Linked DNA regions of Mus musculus: region 2 is linked to region 1. The links are chromatin contacts, called in public promoter capture Hi-C maps. All regions are on one chromosome and are shown on one strand. Each heading gives the region's core, a stretch centred on a gene start, on an enhancer-like site or on the middle of the called end of the contact. The rest is flanking DNA. Distances are from core to core; before and after follow the strand shown. Region 1 holds the start of Mybl2 (myeloblastosis oncogene-like 2). Region 2 holds the start of 4921531C22Rik (RIKEN cDNA 4921531C22 gene).

Region 1 (6,631 bases), core at 2,055-4,554:
GAGGCAAGAATGGCGTGGAAGTCTTGCCAGTCTCTGAGAATCCTCCTCATCTACTCCTCCTCTCTCCCACCCACCTTCTCCCCCCCCCCCCTTTTTTCTTTTGATCGGGAATCTCCCTAGATAGGGAGCAGCTTGAACATTCCATTCTTCTGCCTGAGCCTTCCAGAATGCTGAAATTTCAGGCATGCACCACTACTGCAAGGAGATTTACCTTTGGGGTACAGGGTCTCCTTATATCTCAGTCTGGCCTGGAAGTCACAGTGTAGTGAAGGCTGGTCTTGAACTTGGGATTCTCCTGCCTTGGCCTTCCGAGTACAGGGATTAGACAGGTGACGCCACACCTTGCATAGATTTTCAAATCTTTCTCCTCCCTGCTAAGCTATGGGTGTTCTTTGTCATTCCCTACATTGTCCACTCTGCCAGTTCCTAAATAACCCAACTCTATAGAGCTGAAAGTGACCTGATTGGGTAGGTGCACGCAGCTTCCTTCTGCCAGCCCAGCACCTGTGTGATCAGTGCAGTTTACTGAATGGCTTTTTGTCTTAGTTTGCTTAGTGGGTGGAGCTTGTTTATAGGTTGGTTGCCTGGCAGGCAAAGGCCCAGAGTTTGAAGTGTGGCCCTACAAAGCAAAGCAAAACCAAAACAAAAGTTGCTCAGTAGATGGATGCTGGGACTCTGGACACAGGCAGGTGATCCTACTTATTATTTACCATCAGTCAATAACTTTGTGTCCTTCTTGTTGCTAGGCCAAGAGTATTTTAACAAGATTTGATCTTTGTCTTCTTGACAAAGGAATAGCCTTGATTTGGAAGCCCAGGACAGATAATTGAATGGCTAAATGACTAGAGCCTTTCCTTCCCAAGAAGGTACTTCCAGGCCCCCTCCCCCAATGCAATTCTGTTATCCGTTCTGAGCCGAGAGACCACTCCCAGGTTTGACTGCCCCGGGATTCTAGGAATGCTCTCCCCAGGGGTTATGTGTTGACTTGCTGATAACTAGAGGACACACTGGTGGAGGTCACCAGATTCCTTGTGACACTGGAGTGACCTTGCTGCCCCAACCCTGATCTCCAGGCTCCTCTAGCTCTGGTGTCCTGTTTAACTGGCTCCAGTTTCTGGTCCCATGTGGACTCCGCATCTGCTCTCTGCATTTTGCCTCAGGCACTTACCTTGTGCAAATTTCTAGGCCCTGCTTTTGCTCACAAGGAGATTGGTAATCTGAGGGAGTGTGTGTGCAGCCTGCGGAGCAGCTTCTTGGACTTCAGAGGGCAAGTGTGAAGACAGGTAAAGGCAGAATATAATCATAGGACCAGCAGAAAGGCTACAGGGGTTGAGTAAGGCATGTAGGGTGGCCTAGGTCTACCCTCAGCAACAAAAGCCACCTAACAGTGATATAATACTTATATGTGCCTTATACATATTCATGTACTTGTATTGCTTAGAGTTAAAGGTTTGTACACAGTACCCCAAAATAAAGTGTAGGAGAAAATAATCTCCCACTTCTCCAACATGCTTTGACCTGGTTATTCTGCAGGGACTATAGACAAGGAAATAACTTTGCAAGGCAGTCCTTTTGTAAAAGAAATTTACATTTGTAAAGGAAATCTGCGTTAGCCTGCATTCTGTACTAGGAACCGGCTGATGCCTATATCTTTCTTTTAACTGGGAGACTTTTATCTGCATGACAAGACCACCTGTTTGCCACATAATTCCTTTCCTTATCCCTAGTTAGCTTGTGTCACCACCATTCCTACAGAAGTCCTTGGACCTCATTCCTTTTTGTACCCCAGGAAGCTTCAAACGTCTGAGCCTTTGTATGATGTCATTATTTTACAGGACTCCAATGGATATGCAAGTAATTAAACCTGAGTTTCCTCCCGTTAATCTATTTCCTATCCATTTAATTTGCAAACAAGCCAAAGATGCTAGGAGGAAAGCCATTTGCCCTTTCCTTACCCCTTTCCTTACTATAAACTCTAGAACTACAGTTTGGGGAAGTCAGTGCCTCAGTTTCTCCATCTGCTATCGGGTAATACAAGCATATAACTCATTGGGTTGTTATGAAGATCAAAGGTTTCTATGAACTGTTTTTGTAGGTGAGGAAGCAGGCATGGAGAAGTTTGATAATTTGAGATAATGGAACTAGGGAAAGGTAGGCTGGGAATCACCCCCGAGGAGATCTCACTGTAAAGCACACTAGCCGTGAAGAGCAGCGATCCACATGAACTCCTTTGAAGGGAGAGGGGTGGGGGGAAGCCTTGAATTAAGCCAGGTGAAAACTTGTAGCTTTCAAGTCTTCATCCTTCTGTAGTAAATGAAGTTTTCGGAGTTGTACTGTCTAAAAGGGGCCAGCAGTTTTTGGAAAGAGATCTGAGGCCTGAGCCTAAAGGGCATTTGGCTGGGGTTCTTCCAGGCTCCTATCCTTTCAGGGAGTCCCAGTAAGATGACACTCAGTTTTTAGGTAGTAAATGACAACCTGAAAGAGACAACCCTTGCCATCAGAAATTGAACGTAAGCCAACAAGCCTTCCCCCTGGGCTTAATACATTTCCTAGGAAAGGCTGCTGGGATCCCAGAATGCTCACAGTTCAGCAGAGGAAATGCGCACAAATGCAAGCAGATGGGCAGGAGACCCCAGTCGGGGAAGATGTGGGGAGTTCCTGGTCCAAATACGGCCCAAGCAAAAGCTGCAAGACTTAATTTCGCCTCTCTGTGTCTTGGCGTGGTGATCTGGAAGGCCGTTACTAAATGGAGTTACAAAGATTTAACCCGGACAGAAGAGAGGTTTAAGTTTGGTGAGAGAAATGTTGGGATTTTGAGCTGGGTCTCTCTGAGGCAGCTGAAGAAGCAAGAGGCTTGCAAAGGAAAAGATACAAACCCAGTCAAAGGGAGCATGGGGGCTCTAGGGATAGTGGCTTGGACCGTCCCAAGCAGTGACAATTTGGGCGGGAAGTTTCTCCTATTCAGTTCTTCCAGTCTTTGCTATGTGTGTGGCTCGGGGTCTATCTAAGATTCACACAGAGCCAGGCCTCGCGCCTCATTGAATCCCTAAGGTAGGTGTATCTGGACACAGTAGATTGCCAACTAACAGAGCATCTGCCCGCTTGCACATTCGGTTTCTGCCCTCCGGTAAACCACTCCCCTCTTCCCCATGCTTGGGCTCCGCCCCTACAGTAGGCCCCTCCTAGGGTTCTGGCGCGCGGGCTCCGCCCCTCGTGTCTTGTACGCTTCGCCCCTTCCGTATGCTCCGCCCCTGCGCTCGCGCGCCAGGGCCGGGCGGCGCCGACGCACTTGGCGGGAGATAGGAAAGTGGTTCTGTGCGCTCCCTAGGCAGCTGCAGTTCCTGGGAACGTGCGACCAGACCTGCAGACACGCTGACGCCTGAGAGCACCGCCTGGGGCCCGGAGCGGCTCGAGCAGCCTGAGTCCTGACCCCGGCCCGGCTCCCGCTCCGGGCTCGGCCGGCGGGCGTAAGGGTGCGGCGGGGTCCGGGCCGGGGGGATGTCTCGGCGGACGCGCTGGTGAGAGGCTGCGGGCGCGCTGGGGTCCTCTCCCTTCTCCTTGGGTCGGCAAGCGTGAGATGGGGATCCCCGGGAGAAATGCACCCTGCGCCGCCCGATGCAGGGGCGCGCGCCACGTTAAGAGGCTATCGGGACCCCCTCGCTCGGTTCCTGGGCCTCCTGGGCCCGGGAGTCTGAAAGCGCGGGTTCCCCCTCTAGACCGGGTCCCAGCCCTGGGTGAGGTCCATCATCTCCCGCCTAATTGCAGGGTGGGGAAGGAAGGCTGTCGCTCGCGGTGTCAGCTGGAGGCCCATTACTGGGTAGGGAGAATGTCTCCCCTTGTCGCAGCGAGTGGAAGGCAGAAGCCTGGGAGACACTTGTCGATCAAGAGTGGCTCGAATTTGCTGGCGTTCCTTTCTTGTTAGCATTCCGGGAAGCACAAAGCCCCTGGGCCCTCCGCGGGATGCGAGACGGGGAATTCGTTGTCTCATGGGGTTTCGGCGGCCGGTTCGGTTTGGTTTCAGAAGCCTTCTTCCTGTCCCACGCTAGTTTTGGGCAGTTGGGGATGAGTAAAGACTATTGGTGTGCAACGAGACTGCTCTGCTAGCAGCCTCTGAGCCAAAGGCAGGAACTGGGTTTCCCTCTTAGTTCCCTAGAGGTTAGGTGGCTGGGTCAAGTCTGGACTTTTGGGACACCTGTGTATCTGGGGCCTAATCGCGGGGCTTTCCAGCCTTTCTAAGGCGTGGGATAATTGGGTTCTGCTGTGTTCCTTCTGGGTCTTTCCAATTCAGAACGCCTTTCCACCGTCTTCAGATGGCCGAACCTGGCCTAGGATGAAGATAAGGCACAGAGATGCCTGCTTGCTTACTTGCAGAGTTCTTCGTGGCTGGGTTGGGTATTGGTTTGGTCTGTGGGTGCTGATCAGGGTGGCTTCCCATGCCCCGGTGTCTAGGACAGTTCAGTGCCCAGGAAGGGCATCTGGAAGTACTAATCCCAGAGCCCCGGGCTTATCTGAGGGTCTCTTTTGTGAAGTGTGGACTCTGTGCCCCTGCATCCTCACGAGCCTTTCTCTGCCACATGGTGTGACTCCCTGTACCCCAGTGGCCCACTTCCCTCTTGGCCTCTGACTCACCTTTCCCTGGAGCATAGCCCAGAACGTACAAGGGCAAGAGAAAGGGTATGTGTATATACAAAAGTGTGACTTTTCTTTAAACAGCACACTGGCCTCTGCTTTTCATGCTACGGTTCCTAGGGAGGTTAGGGTGTAAAAATGTGGAGCTTGGTGTGACATAATCGTTGTCGGCCTCACTTTTCCCGTCTGTTAAATGGAGCCCTTGAGAATGCGCAAGAAGGTGTGTGACTGATGGATACTCCCATCTGTTTAATAGTGTGACCATGCCGGGTAGCAGCAACACATGTCTTTAATCACAGCACTCAGGCAGGTGAATCTCTTCAGTATACAGGACAGCATGGTTTGCAGAGTGAGTTCCAGGGCAGCCAAGGCAACATAGAGATACCTATCTCAAAGGACCCCCGCCCTCCAAATACTGTCACTATTACACAGCACTGAGGCTTCAGGCTCTCTTACACAGAGCCTTTTCCCTAGGACACCGGCTGAGCTTCTAATAGAATCTGGGCCTCGTGCTGGGTTTTGGAGAAGCAAACTCAACTGATAATGTTTAGTAGATTTTGCCTCCTGCTTTACAATGGTAGGTGGGGCGTGCATTGGGTCAGCACTGACAATACAAATCTGCTTTCTGGATTCTGTGACGCGTATTGCTAGGCTTAGGAACTTCTTTTCGTTTTCGTCGGGATTTTTTTTTAGAATTGTTTCGTAGGCAGCATCTTTGCAAGTATCCATTCATTCACAAATCCACTCCTTCCCTGGGCAAATATTTCTTTAGGCCTTTTCTGTGCCAAATTCCAGGATGTGAAGTTGGAGCTGACCTTTGTGGGTGAAGTCAAGAGCAGAGGTTGGGGCTGAGGGCTGGACCTGGCTTTCCAGAGTGCTTGTATGTGTGTAGGAGTGACAGGGAGGGAGGCTGTGCTGAGTGTGAGGGAAGACAGGGAGGGCTGTGCAGACACCAACGCTGCACACTTGTGGGCACAAAGTGTGGCTCGTCTTGCTCGTTTGGAAATCTCTACTCTTCCCAGTTACATATGACTGACTAACCTTTCGTATTTGCTCGAGGTGACCGAGTGCAGGTCCCGGGGAAGGATTAACCAAGTTCTGTGAAAAACTGGTTGTTTGCCTTTCTCCCTTAGTTATGTATCTGTGGGTGGTTTTGTGCACTTGCGTGTAGGTGCCCACAGAGGCCAGAGTGGCTGGACCCTTCTGGAGCTGGGAGGTTGTGGGAAGGGTGCTGGAGGCTGAATTTAGGTCCTCATCAAGGGCAGTATGTTCCTTAGTGGAGCCAGCTCTCCAGTCCCTAACTAGCATTCATAGTGTGATCTCCTTCCTCAAACCATCAAACTAGGCAATAGGATTTTGATAGCAGGTAAAATATTCCATGTTAGCCAGGTGATAGTGGTGCGTGCCTTTAAACCCAGCAGGGAGGCAGAGACAGGCCGATCTCTGAGTCTACGATTGAGTTCCAGGATAGCTACGGCTACACAGAGAAACTTTGTCTTGAAAAACAAACAAAAACAACGAAAACTTCCATGTTAGTTTTTTTTTTTTTTAAAGCCTCCAGACATCAAATAATTGTATTCTGAGTTTTATGCTCTCCCTTAATTGTGCCCACGTGCAGTCAAGAATTGGAAAGAATGAACAAAGTTAGGCTTGGTGTGGTGGAATAGGCCTTTAATCCAGATAAAAAGAAAGGAAAACCTTGGGCTGGAGAGGTGGCTCAGTGGTGAAGAGCACTGACTGCTCTTCTAAAGGTCCTGAGTTCAATTCCCTGCTACCACGTGGTGGCTCACAACCATCTGAAATGCAATGCCCTCTTTAGTGGATTTGAAGGAAGTAACAGTGTACTCACATAAAATAAATGCATTTTTTTTAAGTTAAAAAAAAGAATGGAAAACGTTGTTGAGGACAAACTTAAGATGCTTGCAGTGTTGCATGTTTGATGACAGGTTATCCTTTTATTTTTAAAGATTTATTTATTCATTAATATATGTAAGTGCACTGT
Region 2 (6,631 bases), core at 2,861-5,360, about 17 Mb after region 1:
AATGTTTGCTCCTACACAGAGAACCTATGATTTAGCCAAGTTCTAGAGCAACATGAGAGTAAATTCAATACCAAGGTAGAATGAGCACACGTAAAAGAAAATGCTAATTTGCCAAGTTAGAAAAACAGCCTGCAGGACAGCATCCTCACCCAGAACTCTCAAAGTCACCAGAGCACACACTAACTCTGAGGTTCTCTCACCTGCCCTTTTGACAACTATAGTCACACTGTGACATGCCTCTATCTCCTCCTGACATGTGCACCTGCCATCCAGCAATCTGAGAACTATCTAAAGCTCTCATTGTGGATCAAACTTAGACTTTGGCACCAGCAAACCACCAGCAAGTCACAACCACAGTAACATCCCAGTCCCTTTAGAAACTTGTCCTGACAGGGAAGATCGGGGCTCCGGTTGCTTAAAAAAATAAAAGAAATTAAAAAACAAGTTCAAGGTACTTATTAGAAGTTCCTGGTGAATGCTGAAGATTAAACTTGATCTCACAGACCTCAGGGTGAAGCCTGTGTCCCTCCCCTCCCCCAGCATGACCTCTCTCATGAGGGCACTGGGAGGGACTCAGCCCTTTTCACACTCCTCTCAACTGCCAATGGTATGCTATTCCACTTGACACCTATGTGTAGCCTTGAAACCTGCCTCCCCCTCTCTCTCCACTTTACCGTGCAAAGGCTGCTATTGGCTAAACAACGTTTTATTAGAACCTATTTTCATCTTTCCTGAGTATATTTTATTATAAAAGCTATCAATGAAGGAGGAACATCAGTTAGAAAAAGTTCTGCCTACGCAGTTACAGGACAAAACTAGGATGCTTGCATCCTCTGACTACGCCTCCCCGTCTTGTTTAAAAAGATGTCGGTTTTCTAGCACTGGTGGTAATGGTTTTAAGCACCAAACATTAGCTTAGCTTTGGGTGTTTTTAAAGTAAGGTAATCAATCAGCACTCCTTATCAAAACAGCAACAGAAGCCAGGGGTACAGAGGATGGGTGTGAGTTTTCTCTTTTTTAGAAAGCATGTGGGACTTTGAAGCAGAGCTCTGGGTGTCTGCTACACACCAGACTCTGCCCTACTCTCCAGCACAAGCATGGGGGCTGATGCAGACGCAGACGCAGAGACGTGCAAATAATGAACATGTTTACATTTCCCCCAAGGAGTTATCTTCTGCTCTACACGCCAACTCTGAACCTGACCTGGAAAAGGAGGCAGCAGTGGTGCAGACAGCAGCCAATGCCCTTTTCAAATGACATCGTCCTTCTCCCAGGGAGACGGACTTCACTTGTGCAGCACTCAAAAGCAAAGGAGCCAGGGTAAGCCAGGATTGCTATGGAAGGATGCCATGGGCACCTGACTAAGCCAGCTTTCCTGATAAAAGGACAATGTGGGCACATACTTGCATTGGGGAAGTCCGTGTTAAAGTACTGTGGCATTTCGAACAGCAGACTACAAGCACAAAATGCATCTTAAACTATAAATATCAGCCATACTTTCCACCCAGAGGTCAGAATGAAGATAATGAACAAGGCATTTCAATTTCACACACAAAACACACACACACACAGCCACCCCACACACACACACACACCCTGCTCACTTCTCAGCAAACCCCAGATGTGTGGCAAGAGACATCTGCAGTTCCTAGGCCTTATGTCACACCCAGCGCCTCCTCAGAGCATGGCAGCCCCTGCAACCTCTCAAACACTTCTGGGTCCTATATCCCCATAGATAGGGCAGGTATCTCTGGACCTTTGATGAGCCTTCCCAATCCTCATTGACTTCCACAGCAAAACCCAATTCTAAAGATGCTGTAGGTCTTTCAACGTGACCCAAACCACTTTTAAGAAAACAGGAGAGGACACAGTAGCAGCATGTTTTCTAATTCTCTACTACTGCCACCGCGGCGGGCGGGCGGGCGGGCGGCGCTGCTACTACTGCTTGCACATGTCACCGTGTAATACCGGAGGAGCGCACAGGGCTTGCTCCGGCCCAGGGTTCTGTGGGAACACTCCTGCAGAGGACTCTCAAACAAAAGCAGGCTACAAGCGAGGAAAGGAGCCACTCGACAAACCCAAGGGACCCTTAGGAATTCGAGGACAACAGAGTCAGAACATGTGTGGAATCTGCAAGAGCCGAGACAGCTCCTGTGTCCCAGAATCCACATCACCATGATCTCCTGCATCCGCAGACCCCTACGCACTAAGTGTCCTACTGACCTCCAGGGATGGCAACAACAAAAAACACCCAGGGTCCACTTTCAGGCACTGATGACCACTAAACGCCTGCTCCCAGCATGGAGTCCCCAACCGGCTTCCCTGGCAACAGGAAAGCCCATGCCGCCTTCCACAGACTTCATTAGCATGCCCGTGAGTAGTCGGTTCGCCCTCTCTTGACCTCACCTGAGGAAGGAGAGAGAAGGGCCCCTCGGCTATACGGTGGTAGCCCAGAGCATCCGAATGGGACAGCAGAGTTCCCCGAGGGATCTGGGAGCTCCAGGACTGGGACGCCCTCAAAACTGGCAGGTCACCTGGGCAGGGGCCGCCCCTCGGCCTCTCGGGCCACCCGACTAGGGCACGGTCCCAGAATGCAGCCCAGAACTTCCTGGAACGCCAGGGCAGCCTGGTGCACCCGCCCTCGGCCTCCCGCCGCGCGCTGCCACTCACCTGGGGGCAGCTGGAAGTTCTGGATGTTGGTCGGGTTCTGCGGCGGCTGCGGCAGGCGCGGGGCCAGCACGGTGGGCGTCAGCGTGGCCCGGATAGCGCCGGTGGTGGCCGCCGGCGTCCGAGGCAGGCTGGGGGTCGCCGCGGCCGCACCCTTCGCCAGCCCCGCGGGGGTCCCGGGCGCAGGCCCCGGCAGCGCGCCCGGCATGGCGGGCCCGAGCAGCACACTGCCCGCCGCGCCCCCGCCCGCGACCCCCGCCGCCGCCGCCGCCGCCGCCGGCCCCGGCCCGGGCCCCGGTCCGGGCTTGGGCGCCTCGGCCTTGGCCCCCTGCGCGCCCGCGCCCGGCTGGCCCAACCCCGCGGCGCCCCCGGAGGCCGCGGCGGGGGCAGGAGCGGCCCCGTTCTGCGCGGCGGCGGCAGCGGCGGCGGCGGCGGCAGCGGCAGCGGGTGACACGGGGGGCGCGGGCGCGGCGGGGTGCCCGGGCGGCCGGGCTGGCGCGACAGGCGCTGGGGGCGCGGGCGGCGGGGGCGCGGCGGGCGCGGGCGCGGCGGGCGGCGAGGGCGCGGCGGGCGCGGGGGCCGCCTGGATGACAGAGCCGGCGGCGGGCGGCGGCGCGGGCCCGTTGTTGACCGGGCTGACAGCAGGTGCGGCGTGCGGCGCGGTGGGCGGCGCGGCGCTCCCATTCAAAGTTTGCGCGGCGCCGGGGCCGGGCGGGCCAGGCGGGCCGGGCTTGGAGGCGCCGGGGCCGGCGGGTGGGGCGGCGGCGGCGGGATCCGGCCCCGCGACGGCGGCGGCGGTGGCGGCGGCAGCGGCAGCGGCGGCGGGGCAGGGCCCCGCGCTGGCCTCGGGCAGCGGCCTCAGCTTGGCGGGCGCCGGCGCGGGCCCTGCGGGGACAAGCAAGCGGCGCGGTGAGCTGGAGCCCGGGCGCCGCGGGCCCCCACCCGCCGGCCGCGCTCTACCTGCGGGGGGCGGCTCCGGCGCCGCTGCGGGCGCGCCCTCGGCGGAGGCGGCCGGCCCTGCGCCCGCGGCTCCGGCCGGGCTGCCGCTCACAACATGGTTCCCGAGCGCGCCGGCGGCCGCGGCCCGCAGCTCGGGCGTGCGCGGCGCGAGGTGGTGGTGGTGGGCCGCGCTGGCCGCCAGCTGCGACTCGAGCGAGCCCACCAGATCGCTCACCACTTTCTCGTCCACCTCGCTGTTGAAGAAGACCTCGTCCAGCAGATCCGAGCCCGCCGCCATCTTTCCTCCTCGCCGCCGCCGCCGCCGCCGCTCGGCCGAGCGCGCCTGGGCAGGAGGAGGTTCCAGCGGGGCGGGGGGCGGTGCGCGGGGCGGGCGGGGGCGCGGCGCGCAGGGAGGGGGGAGGGGCGGCCCACTGCGCAGGCGCGCCGACACGCACCGCCCACGCCCGCGCCCCTGTGGCCTCCGATTGGCTGCGGCGGGCTCTTAAAAGACGCGGCCAATGGCTGCGAGCGCCAGAGGCCGGGGAGCAGGCTAGGCGCTGGGTGCTGGTCGGCTGTTGGAGCGCTGGTGGGAATGGCAGCGGGGCCGGGAGAGCGGCGGCTCTAGGCGCCGGGTGGGTCGCGGCAGCCGGCTGCGGGGTTCGCCCTTTGTCTGCACCCTTCCAAAATGGCTGCGGCCAGGGCGGGCGGTGACAGCTGCGCGGGCGCTCCCGGGGCCCCGGCGGTCAGAGAGGAGCAGGAGTCCTGGCACGAAGGCGCTTTCGGGGCGGAGAGGTGCGCAGAGGACGCCGCGGACACGACGGGTCAGCTCCCCTGACTTACAGCGGTTAGTACGAGGGCCGTGCACACCCCGGACGAAGCTGGACATCCGGAAGCTGATTTGTTCTTTATTTACTTTTCTCGTGGGGGAGGGGGGGGTTGGTTGTAAATCCTCTAAACTGATGCTTGCTGGCACTTTGTAGGAACATTTTCGTTACCATTTCTCCCCTTTCTTTCTGGGTGTTTTCTTAACCAAAAGGCCGTCTTATTGGACATCGCTATGGATTTCGTCTTTCCTTTTTTTTTTTTTTTTTTTTGAAAAGGCCGAAAACAAATTCCAGATGGCAAAGCTTGTTGGGGACCTCAACGCAACTGACCTTCCTAGAATCATCGTCACCTCTGAAGAGACTTGCCACGGTCTGCACAGATCCAGCACTGGGGAATGAGGAATTTGACACTGTAATTTTTTTTTTTTCCTTTCGTGCCTTGAAAGAGACTCTTCCCACCAGCTTTTACTACCCACACACACCCTCCATGCACTCGGAAGATGAAGGCAGGAGGAAAAGGAGTTCAACCTTTGTTATGCATTTAGTTGGAGGCCAGCCTGGGGGTCTTGTGGGGCCCTGTATCAAAAAGGTGAGGTGAGAACTATTCTCTCAAAAGCAGAGTATAAACTCTCAGCCTGTGTGCTGATCCTGTCCCAGCCTTTTAAACTAAATGAGTTATATAACTACTATACAAACCCCACCCTACCCCAGCTGTCCTCTAAGCAATAGTCTACCTAAGGAACTGTGCGCCTTGAAGCCAAAAAACAAAACAAACAAACAAACCCCACAGTGCCCTCACTTGCAAAGTGTGCTTGGGAATCCTTAAATAACAGAAATTTTGTTCTTGAACATCAGCCTCCAGATTTGGAAAGCCAGTAAAAAGAAAGAGACAATGAGGAAGCAGGTTGGGTGCTAGAAGCCAGTATAGGCTTGACACACACTAGAAGGAACAGAAATTCACAGTTGTAAATAAAACCCACGAGTCTTCTTTTGACACAGGAGAACACGTTCAGGGCCAAGAGCATCATCCTGAGTGAGTGGGACACTACTTAGTCACAGCCCCCAGCCACAAGTCACAGAATTCTTTACTCTTGATAATGGTTTGAAGATTTTAAAGTGGACCAAAGGATCAGAAGGTTCTTGCTAATCCTCTTGATGCCGGTTAATGGGACCCACCAGTTAGGTGTACAGTAGCCTGTACCCCGAAGCCATTAGGTGACAGGGAGCACAACAATGAGAGCCATAGCAAAGCCCAGGCTCTGGAGCTCACAGGCCTCTTGGTACCACGGTACACAGCCTCCTTCCATTCTTAAGCATCTGCTAATGACACAGCCCCTGAGCCACCAAGACTTAAGTTACAGGTGCAGGGTTTAGGGTCTGTGCCCACCAGTCCCTTCATTCCTTGCTGCAGAGCCCAGTGTGGGAGCCACACATCTTTCAGGTAGCTGTTTTCAAGTGCAGAGCTCTTAAGACTGAAGTGGGTGGAGCTAAAAAGTCTCCTCCCCTCCTCAAAATCTATATGCAAGGGGCAGTAGACACTATTAAAGCCTTAACCTTTGTCACTCTGGAGACTGAAGAACAAATTTTCTTTAAATTGTCTCTCCCTTTGATACATTGCCATAGGCCATTATGACTTTCATAGTTTGAACTAGCATTAAAAGAGAAAAGGAAGAATCATTAAATATAAAGTATAAATAAAACACCCATTTTGTAGAAACAGGGGACAACCTTTTGCAAGTAGGTTCCTGCCACCATAGGTTTAAGGGATCAAATTTTTATCAGGCTAATATGGCAACTACTTTTATCTGCTTAACCATTTCACCAGCACAAGATGTTTAATTAAAAAAAAAAAAAAAAAAGGCAAAGCGGAGGGATAAGGAGATGGCTCGCTTGGTGAAATGATAGGATATGAGTTGAATCCCAGTACCCACATGAAAACACTGGGTATAGCAGCATGCATCTGTAATCCCAGCTATGGGGAGGTGGGGATCACAGTATTCCTGGGTCTCACTGGCCCAGAAAGTGTAGTGAAATATCCTGTCTCAAAAAATAAGAATGATTGAGGAATACACCTGTATACCTGATGCTGACCTCTAACCTCCATGCATACATGCACGCACCACAGAGAGACAGACAGACAGACAGACAGAGACACAGGCAAGAGTGCACACTAGATGGTAGCTGGAGACCTCAAACTGGTT

The links. Promoter capture Hi-C pulls out the DNA fragments that hold promoters and counts their contacts.
Region 2: a promoter capture Hi-C map of pre-B cells shows a contact between it and region 1. The contact joins the promoter of 4921531C22Rik here to the promoter of Mybl2 in region 1.

Annotation. Positions count from the first base shown.
Region 1 is chr2:163,051,331-163,057,961 of GRCm38.p6, forward strand. Mybl2 (myeloblastosis oncogene-like 2) reads left to right here and starts at 3,305. Exons shown (of 14, transcript NM_008652.2): 1 at 3,305-3,518. The coding sequence starts at 3,499.
Region 2 is chr2:179,972,743-179,979,373 of GRCm38.p6, forward strand. It overlaps 4921531C22Rik (RIKEN cDNA 4921531C22 gene), which reads left to right and starts at 4,111. Exons shown (of 2, transcript NR_033782.1): 1 at 4,111-4,450; 2 at 4,707-6,271. It overlaps Taf4 (TATA-box binding protein associated factor 4), which reads right to left and starts at 3,904. Exons shown (of 15, transcript NM_001081092.1): 1 at 2,671-3,904. The coding sequence starts at 3,904.